Linked DNA regions of Zea mays: region 1 is linked to region 2. Evidence: chromatin contacts called from public Hi-C data. All regions are on one chromosome and are shown on one strand. The core of a region is the stretch at or near the end of the contact, and the rest is flanking DNA. Distances in the headings are between cores, read along the strand shown.

Region 1 (6,710 bases), core at 1,916-4,415, 180 kb after region 2:
GCGCCGACGTGGTACCGAGCTCGGCGCCATAGATCTTGGCGCCGAGCTCCGTTCTGTACAGAAAACTTGTCTAGCTCAGTTGGTAAAATACAAGGCTCTTAAACTTGTGGTCGTGGGTTCGAGCCCCACGGTAGGTGTTTTTTAATACTTTTTGTCTTTGTCACTTATTTATTTTATTGTTATCCATATTTTTCGTTTATGTCGCTGATTTGTCCGTCCTGATTTATTTCTCATCCAGTTTTATTTTTGTGACTGATTTGTTTATTCGTCCAGATTTTTTTATCCGGTGAGCACAGCAGCTGTGTGCCACAGTGCTCACAAGCCGTCAACTTCTCCAATTGTTTGCTCAGCTAACCACAATAAAAATCAAATAAGAACACTCTTACTTCAATCGTGATCAAATAAAAATATTATATTTTCATTGAATTCTTTTGAACATAAATTTTAAATACATAATAACATATTCCCAGTAAAAAGAAGCACACATATTCATCTTTTTTTCTTCTGCACTAAATAAAAGTATACTCCATTATATACTTGTCTCATGGATGATATATTTTAGAATTTACTGCATATACAGCTGCTGTGCTCGCCGGATAAAAAAAATCTGGACGAATAAACAAATCAGCCACAAAAATAAAACTGGATGAGAAATAAATCAGGACGGACAAATCAGCGACATAAACGAAAAATATGGACAACAAAAAAATAAATAAGTGACAAAGACAAAAAGTAAAAACGCCTATCGTGGGGCTTGAACCCACGACCACAAGTTTAAGAGCCTTGTATTTTACCAACTGAGCAAGACAAGTTTTCCGTACAGAATGGAGCTTGGCGCCAAGATCTATGACGCCGAGCTCGGTACCACGTCGACGCCACGACGTTCGTTTGTGCCAACGCAGCACGTACCTCGGCGCCATAGCCTATGGCGCCGAGCTGTGTTACCTCGGCGACATAGGCTACGACGCCGAGTAAAGGGTCCAAAAATGACATTAAAATTTTCTAGGGTCCAAACGTGAATTTTTTTCGAATGAATGACCAAAATGCAAAAAATTCGGACGATTTGCTTGCTCAGAGCCATCTCGACTGGAACTCCCTGATTCTTCTAAAGATCTTCCTTAGTCATAAGAACCTGTTGTCGACTAAGAATCACATCTCTGATACCATATCGTGATGTCCATGGTTCTATTACCTTGAATACCCGCAGACAGTACCAAGTCGTAGAGGAATTAGGGAAGAACTCATAGAGAAGAAATGGGGAAGAGAACAAGGAGGCAGGTAAGTATGTTTCTTCTTCTCAATGCTTCTTACGGCCAGCGTCTAATTCCATTTTATGTCTTACAATGGCCCATGCACTACACCAAAATAGTAAACTTCCTAGAGCCTAAACCCTAGGAAGTTAGGTCTAAACTCTAGGAAGTTAGCGAAACTCTCGGAAGTTAAGCCATCCCGTCGGAAGTTAGCGAAGCTCTCGGAAGTAAAGCCGTAGGAAGTTAGGTAAGCAGCTAACTTCCTACAGCCAGCCGTAGGAAGTTATATTTTTGGTTTACTGGTCAACAGCTAAAAGCTAACTTCCTAGAGGAGGCCTAGGAAGTTATTTGGGCAGCTAACTTCCTAGAGCCAGCCGTAGGAAGTTAGCTATTCTATTGGCTTGTGAACGGATGAAACCTAACTTCCTAGAGCCAGCCGTAGGAAGTTAGTTAAGTTCCTACGGTTTTGTAACTTCCGACAGCTTTTATAAAAAACTGTAGGAAGTTATGTTTATTTCCTAGAGGTATCAGTTGCCTCTCGGAAGTTATTTATTTCCTACGGTTTTATATAAAAGCTGTAGGAAGTTAAAAAACCATAGGAAGTGTATGATTTTGGTGTAGTGATGGCTCACACGGTCCCACACAGCCCATACGACCCCTCTATGTTTAACCAATTAAACTCCCCTTCGTTCAATTAACAACTTCCGGCTTCTGATGCACTAGACTCATCTTCATCTGACCATCTCTACTACCTGCTATTCCATATGCATGACATACGACCGGCGTGGTGTCTGATGAAGAGGAATGAATGGCAGATGCGATGTGCATCCGGGCGAGGAGCGATGTTGTGTGGTCTAGGTGGGCGTTAGTTATCGCCCGCGCTAGTAGGCATGTGTGGCACGTGTGAGTGGGCGGCGGTTTCAGTGGTGCTTTGTTGGATCGTCGTGACTGCCCCCTGCCGGCTACGAATACACACGGATACAAATTTGGATGTCACTATTTACCACATTTTAATTCAAATACGGATACAAATACAAATATTATTGGATAAAATACAAAACGATACTTTGAATTCATATTCAAATAATCACATGGTTTGGAACATAGTGTCATAATGATTATCAATTTGTTTTATTATTGGATTTATAATTGATAAAAATTATATTACAAGTAAATTATAATCATAGCACATAGATACCTTATAAGCATATTCATTAATAAAAATATATTATTTAAAAATAAAAATATATGTCATGCTTATAGAAATATATGTAAGCTCTGACCACATTTACATATTATTTTATAGTTTCTATAAATAGGTATCTAATTCATTTAATTGATATAAAATAGTAAATATTTCCAAAAAATTAAAATTTTCATTCTAAAATGAATGAATACCTTATATAAATGTATGCACCGAAATTTAATATTTATTAAATTTATCATTGTATATCACTAGTAATATAAGATTACTATAATTATTTATTTATCATATAAGTATTTTCAAAAAATTAAATGGTGTATATAATTTTTCTAGCATACCATGAAAAAGTAAAATCATTTGTAATTAGTAATAAAAATATTTTTTTTAATGGTTTCATCAACTACTTTTTCCTTGTCGGATACAGATAGTATCGAATTTTCTACGATTCTGTCGAATACGAATCTAGATTCAGATAGAGAAAAATACTAGAAATTGAATTCAGATACATCCATTTGATATCTATATTAAAATTAAATACGAATACGGAAAACCATATTAGCATTTTTAGTGAATACAAATACAAATAATTTAGATCTCTAGACATCCTAATCCAGCCCTAGAGGCCTCCATTCTCCTTCACATGTATGTCGTGTGGGATCGTGGGCATGTAGCAAGCAGACTCGTGGGAATTCTAGTGCACAATGTGGGCCTAAATTGAGTGAGCTTGAACGGGCCTCAACTCCAAGCTCCAATAGGCCATTACTCTCTTCTTCTGCGCTCGCTTCCGATCCTTGGACCTGTTCTACACATGTTACCCTATCTATTTCAGATTTAAAAGTGCAGGTGAAACAAAAAAACATACATGCTGTGCAAAAAATTGCAGACTTAGCAATCATGCAAACTTGTGTGCTGAGAACAACATTCGACTAGAACAATATCTTTGTTCAGCTGATACAAAAAAATGCACACTTAGAATAAATAAAAAAAGCTAGTGGAATAAAAGATTGTGCTCCCATACATGCTCAACTAGAATTACCCAGATGGATGGAACAAATAAATATTTCTTGAACAAAATTTGTAGGGGCGGCAATAATCAATAGCTACAATAAATCATGCAAACTTATGGAATAAAAAGTTGTACTTCGATGTCAAAAGTTCTAGATATATTGACAAAATGATGAAACAATAGAGAAAAAGATGTTTGAAGGGACCCTCATGTTTCGAGAGATTGAATTATGCAATCTAAAATTTACATCTAACTATAACCACTATTTTTAATAAGTCAAAACCAACGTAATAAAATAATCAATTTAGATATATAAATAAAATTTTGCTAGATATGTTGACATCTCTATCACAAAAGAGTTATGCAATCTAGACTGTAATCCTATCAACCAGCCAATCAAACAGAGGTAGAAAAGTAAAACACACAATCATGACAAATAACATAAATACGAAAGTTTAAGTTTGGTAGAGATGCAAACTTTCATCAACTACTCCAACATTTTTTACCGGATATCGAGAACCTCCTTCATTTCCCTAGTCCTCATTAGAGCCCCTAGTATGAATGCCCCACAAGGGCTAAGCTCCATGTCGAGTAACTCCGTGGATAGGTCCTAGTCTATTCTACGCACAGCTTGATCCTATCCGTCTTCACAATCAAGATTTCGGCAGAAATGCTACTGGCAATGTTTTCTCTGGTATATGGTGGCAGCCCACACACGAACAAAGTTGGTGCTACCTCAAAAGACTACAATCCCCTCGAAGTACAACAACAGTGTGCACAAGCACCAAATAGCAAGAGAGGTACACAAACCTCACTGAATACTTAGCCCAAGTCTGGATAAAGCACTTTTAGTAGTAGTCTAACTAGCCTAAGGAATTTACAAATAACCTACACTTATCACCAAGTATATCACTAAGCATTATTCAAGTAGAGAACTCTAAAATGGTGTAGCAACACCTATAATGGTTTCCCAACTCCTCAAAACATCAAATGGCCGGTTGGGTGGCATATGTACCCCCAAGGATGGAACTTGTCGTTGGAACCTGTTGTAGCTTTCTATGTAATCACCAGACTAGTCTGGTACCGTTCCGCATGTGATGTGTGGTGGTTCAGAATTGTTCTTTTTTGGATAGCCTTAGGATGACAGCTAGAGTGTGTTATTTTTAATCATCTTGATGTGCTCAGATGAAATTTTGGTTGCATAACCTTGTTGTTCAATGCTGCACCAAATCTGGCATGAAGTGGAGAGCAACGGGGTTATGCTACCAAAATTTCATTAGAGCACATTCATTGACCACAATACCGCACTCTATCGGCCATCTTTGGGTGGGTATAGGACATATGAATTACCTATAGATGTACGACCATCATATGTAGAGACGTAAAAATCTCATGGACAATTCTTACTCGTATATAGCTGCAATAATATGGGATGGTCGTGGTTGGATGTATGCAGGTTTCAAAACAGGCTTCACCCGTAGGGGTGCTTTGCCAAGACTAAGTAGTTCGGGATCGTGCAACTGCTTTGTCACAAATACATAAGATTAGGTGCCCATACAAGAAATGCAAAAATATGTTGTGCAATGACAAGAGTCGGGTTACTTGAGACATGTGCACCCATAGTTTCGTGCTAGATTATGAGATCTGGTATCTCCACAGAAAATCACAATACGGAAGAGCAACACAACTAAAAGTTGATAGGATGGATTAGATGCTCGAGGATCTATGTCTAGAGTTGGATCCATATCTCCATGATTCGCCTACACCTGAAGTTCATAAGTTCTTCGACCTACTCAAAGCTTTAGAAAAGCCTCAGAATGACCACACCAAGGTCACATGTTCTTGAATTCATGACCTGTTTGGTGGCAATCAAGTGCAAGTTTGCATTCTCAATCAATGGTTACTAGAAGCTCATGGATTTGATTAGTAAGGTTCTTCCGATGGGTCAAAAGATCCCTAAGGACATGTACCATTTCAAAAAATTGCTTGAAGGTCGTAGTATGGAGTATGAGAAGATTGGTGTGTGCCACGACAACTGCATGATCTTTTGGAAGGAACAAGACAAAGAAAAGAAGTGCTTAAAATGTGGCAAGTCGAGGTACGCCGAGGTTATAAACAAAGACAGGGAGATGGTGGTTGTATACCCAAAAAAAGCTATTTTAGAGCTTAAGTATTTTTTTAAAAAAATAATAAAAGAGCCTATTTGAATTTTTACTTTCTTATGTGAATTATACATTTGAAATTAAAGCCCTAGAGGTTAGATGGGTAGTTAAGTGGTTAACTAAGTAAGCCATGAAAGGCTGGTACTATGAAGGGTGCCTCGATAGCGTCCAAGGAATAAATAAGCATGAGATGATGCCTAGGATGTGCATATATGCACAATAACAAAAAAAAATGAGCATAATCTCCACCTTGCAAGTAGCTAGTTACTTTTTTCTTGTTCTAAGTCATCTTAGTACTTTTATTTAACTTAGCACTAAATACCAAAGTTGCTCCAAAATAAGTTTTGTAATACTTTTATTTAACTTAGCACTAAATACCAAAGTTGCTCCAAAATAAGTTTTGTAATTGCTATCCAAAAATGTCGAGGTTTGTCTAGGTAGACCTACAATTACAATCAATTTACCGAGTTGTTATCCCAAGTAAAAACAGATTGGACCCTGTTGTAAGAACATGGATAAATGAATGCCTTAGGAACCTTTTTGGTCAAACCTATGACTAACAAAGTTGTACCCCATAACCTATGGAGTAAACTGGTCAAATTTGAGTTGCTTTGGGTATATAGTTTCCATGTTACAGGCATTCCTTTACTATTTTCAGCCACACTTTGTCACACCCGGTTTTTGAAGGCAAACTGAATGCGAACCATGTACGTGCCAGGATCAGCAATTCATGTACACAGCAGTTACATAACTGGACATCATCACACAATGCTCAAATAATGACATAAAAGAGGGTATAATAGTCGATTACATCATGATGTCCGAAACATCCACATAGTCTTTAACAATAATCAAAGTGCGGAAAAGAAACGTATACACACGGCCTACACAGGCAGCCGACTGGGGGTTTGCCGCTAACCCACGCCTAGAACTCATCGTACTCTTGGAACTCCTAGAAGTCCTCCTCCACGACTTCATCTTCACCTGAGCAGTGGTTGCAACGCTGACAACCTGGGGGGTTTGGTGTGTAAAGCAAGAGCGAGTACATATCAACATACTCAGCAAAATGTCCCGTTTGGCTGTAGTGG
Region 2 (6,595 bases), core at 4,068-6,567:
ATGCTACCCAAATTGGCATAATCGTACCCATGAAGCAAATGTTTATGACTTTGCAGCTTTCATTGCTTTTGGACGGAACAAGTTTTATATTGATCTTTTCTCGTCTGATCTGAGATAGGTAACTTGCATCCCAGCTGGGGTGGTCTGTGACCCAAATCCTTGATAAAAACCTTTGCTCTTCAGCAATGAATACCTACAGAATTTAAAGCAATCATAATGAGATATGCTTCACCCAGACATGGTGTCAAACATGTTCAATATCAAAAAGGTAAAAACTTCTTAACTTCAATGATAATTTGTTAACTACAGAAATTCTTGACAAGGTTACAGAACATTTTCCATGCATAAATATGAAGCACCATCGTCCTACTATATAAATCATTGTTTTCTAATCGATTAGTCGCAATTAGTCGGGCTGATCGTTTCTCTGTGCTCGATTAGGGTGTTCGACTCGATTAGTGTTACTGATCGTCCATATCGTCCGATTAGGCAACGATATGGAACGATTAATCGCCTAGGAGCCGTCACGATTAATAGAGGTACTACAACAGTCTAGACTGGCCCCAACAGTCCAGTCTGTGATCGGGTAGTCTAACAGTCTGTTTGACTGGACTGGCCCATGATTAATAGAGGTAGCCACCCCCAGCTTTACCTGTCTTTTCAGCTTCCCTGACGGCTGGGAGAAAATCAGAAAACACCCTACTCTCTCACAGCTCCCTTCCCTCTTCCTTCTTCACCCTTCTCTCTCCCTCCAAGGCTCCAGCACAGCAACATCTTTCTCTCTACATCGGCTCGGAGAAAAGAGAACACAGGGACTGGAGAGCTCCTCATCTGAAGCCTTCTTGGTCATGGTCTACTGGTCTAGTAAGTTATAGACTTGCAGTTTCATATAAATTTGTTGCTGCTGTGTTTTTTTTTCGAAAGAGCGCAGGAGGACTGCGCACCCATATATTAAAGTAGAGGGAAAATAAAGGGCCATAAGGACCCAGGTACAAAGCACTCCTTATGGAGGCCTTGTGTTGGTCTAGTAAGCTGGATGTACTTCTGTTTTAGACTATTCAAGTATTGAATATTGGACTATTTATACTGCTGCAAGTCTCTATAGTCTACACTATATAAGTATATATATATAGTGTTATATATATGACTATATATATATCCTGGAATACACAGGACGACTAGGAGGACGATTAGGGTCGATCAAGGGCGACTAATCGCCCTGATCGACGCCTGATCGCGACTAACCGCCCAGTGGGATCGATCAGGCGATAAGGCGATCTGAAAACTATGATATAAATATTTGATTTGAACTTTGACCACACGCATATAATACTTATCACAACACTTGTCAAGCTAAAATTTGTAAACTTCATTTGAGGTAGCCTGAAATTTCACAAAACATATGTATGACAGGCCATAATAGTCTCCATCATCTATCTCTCCCTTAAGTATTGGGAAAGGTGCGAAAGGGCCTCTAGCGTAATGGTTGAGACTTTCGAGTAGTACATTCAGGTCCTGGGTTTGATCCCCCTCAGGGGTGAATTTCAGGTTTGGTTAAAAAAATCCCCTCACTATGCCCCGCCAGCTCTCGGGGAACAGAATCCTGTGCGCCACCCTACGGCTGGGCCGTTGCAGAGTGGACAATTGATCTGCCCGTTAGTGATGGGGTCTAGGGTTCGAGGGTTTTCTCGGCCAGGACCATGTTTCGTCTCTTCTTAATATAATACTAGGAGAGTAGTCTTTCCTTCCCCGGCCGAGTTTTTTTAGTATTGGGAAAGGTAAGTAACACAGTAATACACTTCACTTTCCTCATCGCCCTTTGTGAAACTTGTGATAACCAGGTCTCAACTCAAAACCTCTGTGTCTGACAACATATTAAGTTTCATGCACTAATTAGTTCACCAATGGCCAAACTTAAACTATTGAAAAAGATGGGCAATATAGTAAGCGTGTAGGGCATTTGCATAGCAGTGCCATATAGAGTCACCGCATGTATTATGAACCATAAAACCTCTTTTCTGCTGACTAAATATCTTACATGCACGCCTCACCCGATACATAATATATTTGCAGCACCATCAAAATCTATAAGAAATTGTGTGTTTGGTTGAAGAGTTGAGGAGAATGGAGCGACTCCATTCAAGTTTTTTGGATGTTTGGTTTCCAACAAAAGAGGAGCGGAACGGCTCCTGGAATCTCCATATAGAAATTTACCATAAATAGTTGGAGTGCTCTCACTCCACCAAAATGGTCGGATGTGAGCGCTCTCTCAGACGCGAGTGCTCTCCTTCCTCTTCCCTCTACACTCATATGGCTCTCCAACAACAAAGAACGGAGCGGCTCCGCTCTATTTTACTCTTTAACCAAACAAAAAATAAAGTGGCTCGGTTCTACTTGCCAAACGGAGAATAAAACGGCTACATTCTAAAAAACTAGAATGGAACCACTCCATTCTAATTGACTCTCCAACTAAACGCAGAATGCATAATGCAATGATCTTTGTCAAATACATTTGCTGAGAATTGAATGAGCAGCATGGATCATGTAAGGTGGTACCTTTTCTGTTCCTTTGATCAAAAAGTAGCCACCAAAATCAAACGGGCAGTCACCTTTTTGAGATTTATGCAGCCAGCACAAATTCGACTTCACCATTACAGGTAACAATCCAATGTTGATTTGTTTAGTTTCTGTCATTATCTCTCTTTTATGAACATGTGTATCCTTGCCAGTTTTGGCTTTGTCACTTGTGTCGAATATATAAACCTAATAAAGTCAAAACATTAATTGTTCAGATGGTAAAATATCAGTAGAAATCTTATTGATACAAAGATCAAGGTCATAACTTGATTACACATGCCAGAATAATTTGAATCACATCTGCTGCTCATTATATCAAACATGGCAATACTACAAGCAGAATGCCAAGCCACAGTGGTAGCTACATTCAAAGTCTACATGAGTTTTGGAGGCTGAGTAAGGGGGGAAAACATAAGCGACATCATTATGGCTATTGCGCCATCAAAAGGAAAGTTAAAAATGAACTCGAGGAGGAGCTTAATCTCACTAATTTCCATGTCATTTATGAAATATAAGAAAAAGGCTGAAATGGTCACATCATCATCCATACTAGTTAAGAGAATAAGAAAGCTTTTCTGGGATATCTTTTTAATTTTTCCATTTATATTATATATAGTTTAGTCTTTCTTAACAGGTACATAATATTTTACCCCTACTGTTTACTTGATATGTAACATGAATTAGGACATCCTGACCTGAACAGTCATTTCCACATTCATCCTAGACGCATATGTCATCTTCTGGAGGCGAGCATGTCTAGGCTTAAATTTGAGATCTTGCTCTTCAAGGTCAGAATTTTCAAGCATAAACACTGGCTCATCAAGCTTAACCCTACCAAATTTGACAGTTGCATGTTTCCAAGCACCATGTTTATTTGAAGGGTCATAATCAGGTTCCACAGTGATTTCCCCAAGAGAATCAAAGAGCTCTTGGAGTCCATGGGAGACAAAATGATCGTACGAGTTTATCTGATGGCTAACCAGTCCAGTTTCACTGAAAAACGATCTTGCTGCTTCTTTACAGAACTTCTCGAGGCTTGCAACGTTGAAATCCACTGGTACTTGTGAGGGTAGATCTGAAGAAGCCTTTCCTTCCCCTCCATCTTCCTCAGATAGTATTTCTTTCAAATCCACATCCATAGCATTCTGCTTTTCATTCCCTTCATCTCCCACAGATGTTATACATGTCAAATCAACATCCATAACAGACTGCTGTTCATCAACTTCGCCAGAAGGCTGCTGCTCCCCTTTTGCAACCTCCTTGTGGGGGTCTTCAACATCTCCATGGCCATCGAAGTTCAGGCAATCCATCACATCAGTATCTGAGTTTACAGGTGACTGGTCACCATCGGTTTGTGGTTTCCCCATGGCTAAACAATTGGCATCTGGCACTCGGCGTCAACAAAATCCCTTCCTTTACAGTAGAACAGGGAAACAACATAATCAGCACAGTCATCATGGAATTGCACAATTTTGAAACCAGAAGATCAGAAAAGCTGCATCCACATGGCATTCATTCAGCAACAAACACTGAAACCATACACGATTTGTGTAAGGACACAACTTTTCAATTTCTTAACCAAAAGAGATAGGTCAGTATAAGATGTGCGCCCAGGGCTCCACCTGGCATTCCGCAAATGAAACAGCAATAGGTTAATTTCTCAGGCAGATGCATGCGCAAAGACGCTGCCTTTATAAAAAACTGACACATCAGACATCCACTTCACAGAATTCTACCTAAACGGAGCACCTTACAGGCGTAGCAGTACCAATCACGCCAAAAGAAAAAAAGATTTTCCAGCAAAATGCACCGTTTTTCTACCACTGTCCCCCTCTCTGGTCCTTTTTTTATGGCGATTTGGGCAGGCAGGCCCACCACATCATCACGTATGGCGAGTTCGCAACCTTCCATCATCTTAGGAATTAGAAATCAGAAGAGGGCTCGCCACCACGCGTCCCGATCAAATGATCACGGGGCACCACCAAAACCCCGCAACAATTCAGCACCGCACTAGCAACACAAAACCACACCCCGGCCATGAGACGCACACAAAATAACAAGGACAGGGGCGGGGTGTCCCGTCCACCTAAGGCCACGACGTCGACGATGCTCGAAGCGCCAAAACCACGCGCGGCTGGCGGCGAGGGAGCACGGGCTCCAAAGCACTCGCCGCGAACCAAACAAAGAAACGGAAAAAAAAGCGGTCTATTTTTTTCGAGGGAGACGCGTGCACCACACCAGCCCATGCCGCGAGCTAGCGATCCAGTCCTGGCAGTGCAGGCCCATGAGAGCAGAGGAAACGCCGCGTTGCGCCACGCAGCAGGCGGACCGGAACGGTGTGAGCGCGAGATGGCCGTGGCAACGGGGCGCTGAAATGGACGGAGGACGGAGAGGCTTACCTTTGCGCGCCGGCGATCGCCGGTTGCGAGGCGAGGCGAGGCGGAAACCCTACGGCGCGGTGCAGGCACCGCACCGGCGCCGGTTGGGGTTTTCCACGCCGCGTTGCGACCGAGGACGGGAGAGCCGGAGAGGCGAGGCGAGGCGAGTGTGCTTTTGCTGTCCTTTATATGCTACTGTAGGAGGCAGGCAACCAGAACAGAAGCAGGGAGTACAGTACAGTGGACGCTCTCTTTGCTCGCCGTGGCCGTGCGCCCGGGCCGTGAGTTCCTCCTGCGTTTCACCAATAGCAATCGCAACTGCCCGCTGGTGCTCAGCTTTGCGGCTCTGTTCTGACGTGCCTTCCCATTTGGCTGGGTCCTACCGGTCAGTGTCTCTTTCACAGCTCTGGACTGGACAGGCGCCGCCCTCCTGCTGGCCCGTCCGCTGCCTGGGGTGCGGTTTTTTTCAGCTGAGAAAAAGTTTGTATCAGCTGTATGTCGTGAAAAAGCTGCTATGAGTCGTTTTATTTAAATTGATGTGATCTATCCACTATAAATAAAATTATATATTATTTATATGTACTTTATCTAACTATATATCTTAATCAATATATCTAATTTAAAAAATCGATTTCATTTTTGTGTTCCTAATATTTTTACAAATATATCAATTTTACGGTTCCATTTTAATATTTTTATTAAAAATATTTAATTTTATTTATTATAGCACTTAATTATTTTTAATCATATTTTAGTTTTTATTTGTCATATTTATTTATTAATATAATGAACTTCGATAAGCAGCAAAAAACGAGGTCCAAGGTGTTTCCACATTTATACTAAAAAGGTTGCTTTTTTCAAAGCAACTATAGAAAAGTTGAGTCCCTTTGGCGACAAGTTCAAAACGCTGAACCAAACACACCCTAAGAACATACGACAATGTTATATAAGGGTGTGTTTGATTATAATAACATGACATAATCCTTACATAAGGTTGTTTGGTTTATAGTCAGGATTGTGACAGAGCCATCATAGGAGAATACTTTCAATTCTTGTCGTTCTCAGTTATCCCTTAAAATCGGATGGATGAGTCTGTTCCCCCAAGAGACGAGGCTTCTTACATCCCATGCATGTGTATTTATTCCTTATGCCTCGGTCTCATTCCTCCAACCAAACAAAGACAGGGATCAATACATCTCTACCTATCTCTCAAACCAAACAAAAAACTCTTAATATTCCATCCCCCAACTAAATAAGAGTAGAGATCATTTCATACCATCCCCCGCTGTTATGGTGTTGTTACCGCCTTGTCAGGTTCTCGTAAAATCTGTACTACAACTGCCCAATTACTCCACACTTAGATCAGGCCACCTAGCGAATGTTGGCCTAGCAAATGTCAAGGTCAACTAATTACATTTCAATTTATAATGACATTGAAAGGAATATGACCAATGCTAAAATTTTCCTGATCTCCAGAATCACATTTGCATCTAGTAGAGTATATCGCCAACATAAAAACATTATTTTATTCTACCATGAAAAGAAGTCACTCTCAAGTAAATCAAGTTCAAATCCAGCATTAAATAGCAACTTTGTGGGGGGGGGGGGGGGGGGGGGGGGGGGTGGTGAGATGTGATGCA

The links. Hi-C and Micro-C count contacts between places; a contact is called where the count stands out from the background.
Region 1: a contact with region 2 is called in a Hi-C map of leaf, with 5 times the contacts expected there. The contact joins the enhancer-like site here to the promoter of LOC103641221 in region 2. A contact is called at or near these places in 3 of 25 Hi-C or Micro-C datasets (all in leaf).

What each region holds. Positions count from the first base shown.
Region 1 is chr10:74,414,631-74,421,340 of Zm-B73-REFERENCE-NAM-5.0, forward strand. No RefSeq gene overlaps it. Among protein-coding and RNA genes, the nearest start is that of LOC103642525, 37 kb to the right of the region's middle. Within about 2 kb of position 3,166, at least 14 of the 20 cell types and tissues checked have an H3K27ac peak or open chromatin away from gene starts, as enhancers often do. A contact at or near this core is called in leaf, where this site is marked.
Region 2 is chr10:74,231,516-74,238,110 of Zm-B73-REFERENCE-NAM-5.0, forward strand. It overlaps LOC103641221 (DNA-directed RNA polymerases IV and V subunit 2), which reads right to left and starts at 5,318. Exons shown (of 8, transcript XM_008664582.4): 1 at 4,977-5,318; 2 at 3,273-3,990; 3 at 2,557-2,763; 4 at 1-193. The coding sequence starts at 3,944.